Linked DNA regions of Danio rerio: region 1 is linked to region 2. A link is a contact called in public HiChIP or PLAC-seq data. All regions are on one chromosome and are shown on one strand. The core of a region is the stretch at or near the end of the contact, and the rest is flanking DNA. Distances in the headings are between cores, read along the strand shown. Region 1 holds the start of fbxw2 (F-box and WD repeat domain containing 2). Region 2 holds the start of m17 (IL-6 subfamily cytokine M17).

Region 1 (2,700 bases), core at 168-2,667, 240 kb after region 2:
GGAAGATTAAATCTTTTATTTACCACAAGACGTGACCTTCATCCTCAAAATTTTCAGTTAAGGACATTAATTTAAAGGGTTCAGCAAACAGTAAGTTGTTTAACCTCCTTACTTTATGCTGCCCATACAAATACATTTCTTAAATGAATATCCTATAAACCACAGTATACAACAGTATCAGAATGGCAGAGAGAGTATTTGATCTTTTGTCATTGGAATATATTACCCACAAACTAAGGAGAAAATGTATACCATTTATCAGATCTTCTCTGTAAGTATGTAGCTCCCAGGACATCAGGTACTATTTTGCAAAACCTTTGTAGATGAGCATTAAGCCTTGCTAATTAGTCTATGCTTGTATTATTAATACTTTGTGTATTTTTTTTGTCTTCTTTTTGAGGTGCAGTTTATGCTGTGATGATGATAATGTGATGCTGAGCACTTGTGATCTCTAGTCAGTGTCTGTTGTTTTGTTTTGTTAAAGCAAAAAAGAGAGAGAAAAAAAATAGCAGTTAAATTTTTAGTACAACATAACAACTTGTGTTTAGCATATCATCAAGCAGGACTTTTTAGACGTATCAAGAGTCCTAAAACTGAATATATTGCATTGATATTGCTTGGTGGCATATAACAAGATACTGATGCAACGTTAGTAACGTACTTGTTGTAGAGCCTGAATATTACTGTAAACGTATGATTGTGCCTCAAAGAGAAAAAGGTGAGATCTCCACGACGGATTGGCTGACATGTTAACACAGCACTCTGCAGTTTACACAGAAAACATTGAGCTGAAATGAATATCTCTGCCTTTCAAACACACTTACCAAAAATCAGCTAGCATGCAGGCCAGACTTTTTCAAAAATCTATCTTATCAAGTTAATCTCAAAAACAGGCTCAGCCGCCATTCAATACAAGCATATCTTACAAACCCAACGTCATTCGCGAATACACAATAAAATAAAGCAGTGCAGAAGCACTCACCATTTCCAGTAGAATCAGTACGAGGAGAGCGCTAGCTAGCCGCGCTAGCTAACAGGTGTCAACTCAAATCGATATCGCTCTACAAAGGAGAAACTTTCGTTTTCACAGTCGAGTCATAATCTGAATTAGTCGGGTGACAATTAAAACATTAATCATGAACAAAAATGAGCAAATCTCCCCGTCAGCTGCCATTAATTAAACATCTAGAGTCCCACTCTAGCATTATTATGTACAGTATGAATCTAACGGAAACGCTTTGACTCAGAAAATGTAATCGATCTATAATCGTTCACGGTTTACGACTGTATTATTTAACAATTTAATATCATACGTGAATTTAAAGCAAGTTCATTGCTGTTTTTTCTGTATTTTTTTTTCTCTGGAGTTAGCTGGCTAGGCTAAAAGGGAGCCTCCGTTAGCAATGAGGAATTACAGCGACAGGAAGTTGAGGGAAGAGCAATTTGACACGAGCGGGCGGAAGTCAGGGGGAGTGTCCACCCCCTGTCACTTTTCAAAACATGGCAATGATGGAGTTTAAGGTTCACAAATACTGTATGCAAAACTACCTAGCCTTTACGCATGTAACTTACATGCTTATAGATGCTTTAACATACTATTAGTTAAAAGTCAAGTAGATGTTGTTTATGTGGCGCGGCTCGTTTGATGGCCACCAGAGGGCGTATTATGTCAGCAAACTGAGCAGTTCGGTCATAAAAGACTGCTGGTCTGGGTGGCTAAAGGTTTGTCTTTTATATTTTTAGTAAAGCTTTTTATAATAACTAATCCATATAATAGTAACTAGTATGTCATATTGTTTAATTAATTATAACCTAAGATATAGCAATTAAATAAATCTGAATAAGTACGAGGTTATGTGCTAACAAATGCATGACTGCAAAAATAAAAATTAAATAAATAATAAAAATATGATAACATTTTAATAAAAAATGAAATTGATAACAATAAAACTGGCTCACTTGTTAGTGCTGTCACTTCATAGCAAGAAGTTCCGCTGGTTTGAGTCACGACTAGGCCAGTTGGCATTTCTGTGTGGAGTTTGCATCTTCTCCCCATGTTCACTTGGGTTTCCTCCGGGTGCTTCAGTTTCCCCCACAGTCCAAGCACATCAAGTCCAATCCGCTGTAGTGTATGTGTGTGAATGAGAGTGTATGGGTGTTTCCCAGAGATGTGTTGCAGCTTAAAGGGCATCCGCTGCGTAAAACATATCCTGGATAAGTTGACGGTTCATTCCGCTTTCGCGGCCCCAGATTAATAAAGGGACTAAGCCGAAAAGAAAATAAATGAGTGAAAACTGTATTTAACAAATATTTTAACATTTTCTGAATAACAACTTTTAGTTTTTTTTCTTTACGGTTTTAAAAAAAAGTAATGGCTAATTGAAAACTGTAAATATTTAGCTGATAATTAATTTTGTTTTTAGTTAAGCTAGTGTCTAAATTTTGAATGGCTAGGACAATGTTTAATGTTTCAAACTGTGTGCAAATTATAAAAAATAAAATTGTGTGTTTAGATTATATCACATACAAACAGTAAAAGTAATAGTTAGTTTGCAACTTGACCATTTAGAACCTGATGATAAATATAGGCAGCTCTGTTCCAGGTCCAGTTTTACTTAGTTACAGTAGGCCTAGGCGGTGGGCAGTATGCAATCAGGATTGCTCTGGGACAACTCTGTTTTTAAAATGGATTAATACTAG
Region 2 (2,700 bases), core at 144-2,643:
AAGTTCCAACATTCATGTTTAAATTTTATTTTCTAGATCTGAGGTAAACTATCTGCTGTCGCTTTCACTATGGCAATAAATGTCATGTAAATTGACACTTAAAGTCATAGTAGTAACTTTTAATGCTGAATAAAGCACTATAATCAGTACCTGAGGCCATCAGTGTCATAGTAGTTTATGCCACAATATCACATAAATGCAAATCATTTCTATAATACAAATTTTGCATGACGTTGCTATTGATAGTTAGGACTCCAATTAATATGTAAACTCCAATTAATGTGTAAAAGATAGCTTATATCGCATCACAGTGTCCCATCGCAGGTGGTTAGGACATGGCATAAGGCTTTTAAAATAAATTTGTATTCAGAACTCGAAATCAAAACATGCTTAGAGCTTAACCTAACTACACAATTGTTTATGCATTTAAAAATGTCACTCTTTTTTTTATTTAGACAGTGTTACAACATCTATAATAATGAAGAAATTCTGATTCTTCACAAAAAATTATAAGAATTATATTTTTAATATATTATTATATTGCTTTGTATCAATCAGTTTTATTACAAACCCACTTTGTCATTGATTCCATTGATTCATCGTCATGACTATTTTCTGCATGACCCACACATGAACCATATTTACATTGAGCTATGCCTTTGTGCGACTCATTTCAAAACCTTGTCTAGTCAGGACAGTACATATACAGCCAAAGAGCTAAATTTACAGTTCCCACCTACTCCCACCCACTCTCAAAACAACCCAATTTTATCAATGGAAGGAGTCGCCTTATTGGATGTGGAAACCACCCATGCATCTGTTGACCATATTAGGATTATATTGTCAGAGCATTTCTCCTTTCATGTACCAATCACGACTGATTTAAGACCACTGACGTGAACCCCATTTGCAAAAAGTAACTATAGAAAAAGCACTTACATATATGTCCAAGAGCTTCACTGTCATCTTGTTTGTAAACTTGTTGAGCTTCAGACTTCGGTGAAGACGCTGGCTGCAGTTTTCGTTCTTGCATGACATTGTTGGTTGCACTAACTGAACGGCAATCAAGATTATGATAGCGAAGTATGCTCCTGTAATAAAAAAAACATTCAGAAATTAGCTAAGCTCAAGTTAAAAAGTATTCATATTTTAAAGCGCAGCCATTCATGCCTTTAGTTTCGAATTCACTAAAATCCTTTAATGCACATATAATCAACACAAGTAAATCAATGTGCATATGTGTTTTGAGTTATTGATCAAATGAATTAATATCAACAGTCTATCCATGTTTGACAATAGTTGAGCATGACTATGAGCGTATTGTTGAGTGTGCAGTGTGGCGGTAATACTTACTGAATTTGACTTGCAATCTCTGAGACAGGCAGAGCATGTTCCTGACATGACAGTTCATTCTCCGTTCACAGACAACGTTTCAAACTGGTCATGATCACAACTCTGAAAAAGTTTTTAAAGACTGAAACCACACATTTGTCATTGGAAGGAAATGACGCGGCCGGCTTTCTGAGGCAACAAGAGTTCCCAGAATATTTTTTTTTCTTTTTGCGTCTTCATTATCACATGTACTATGTGTAATGTTCCCTCCTCCTTTTGTTGCCGCCCAGGTTTGTGTGAATGCTTGACTATGGGTGGGTTGAGCAATGGTGTCTCTTTGTAGCTAATTGCCGTCTGATATCAAAATACAATTGATTTGATCATTTCTAAAATCTAAATATCTAAAATGAAGAATTTTGGTGAATTTTTGGTGTTTTATTTAACACCATTAGTATTAGCAAGATGTTCAAGTATACATTTTGTTTATCATCATTCGTTAACATTGCCCTGAATTTCACAATGCCACACAAAGCTATTCAAATTAAAAAGGATCTATCATCCACCACAGCACTCTTTCCACCCTTACTCTGAACTTTATGCCCATTGGTTCATCAGGAAGTGGTCTTGCACCGTCATAAGGAAGGTAGTTTCTCAATTCTAGATTTTCAGCAACTTTTTAATCTTTTGACGCAAAAAAAAAAGACACAACATTGGGAATTTCAGTCACCTATCGGACAAGGAAGGAAAATGACAGATCTTGCTGTGCTCTTGTCCAGCTTCTGTGTGATGTCATTGCATGTTGCATGCAGGATGACTTAAGTGGACAAAAACTGAGCTAAGCTTTATTTTGACCCTTTATGACTGCAAGGGAAACCCCAGAGCCGAAAGCTTGCGCTTAGCACATATTTACCATAGTGTACCAAAGAAAGGCTGATCTCACAGCCACATTTGTAAAAATACATCCGTAGGCTTAGACAAATAAATGTACTTTCTTGGGTAAGGCGTTTGTCTTTTCATGCACAAGCGTGACACTGATGTGGTAAGCTGTGCCACAGGGGAAATCGGTGTCTTCTCAGCAAAACACAGGTAATAGTAGCTCAGTACCTGGTACTTTCCACGATCCTTACCAAAAATGTGCACTATTAGAGTGAAGAAAAAATGAGCATATACTAGTAGTATACCATTTGCTCTTTTATGCAGAGTGTGGTCAATTTCCCTGTATTTTATTTTATTTATTGCTGTTTTAACATCCAGGGTTGAGGATGTGGATGTGACAGCCAAGCCTTGAAAACGGTACCCAAGACACCTCTATCTGATCTTTATCGACTTCAGCCAACTCTTTGGAAGTGTGTCTGCGCTAAATCAGCA

The links. HiChIP or PLAC-seq counts read pairs in DNA pulled down with a chosen protein or histone mark.
Region 1: a contact with region 2 is called in an H3K4me3 HiChIP or PLAC-seq map of gastrula embryo, with 4 times the contacts expected there. The contact joins the promoter of fbxw2 here to the promoter of m17 in region 2. A contact is called at or near these places in 2 of 4 datasets of contacts at active chromatin or transcription factors (embryo and gastrula embryo).

The regions. Positions count from the first base shown.
Region 1 is chr5:33,011,588-33,014,287 of GRCz12tu, forward strand. fbxw2 (F-box and WD repeat domain containing 2) reads right to left here and starts at 1,418. Exons shown (of 7, transcript NM_001018165.1): 1 at 983-1,418.
Region 2 is chr5:32,772,321-32,775,020 of GRCz12tu, forward strand. m17 (IL-6 subfamily cytokine M17) reads right to left here and starts at 1,394. Exons shown (of 3, transcript NM_001079833.1): 1 at 1,354-1,394; 2 at 940-1,091. The coding sequence starts at 1,390.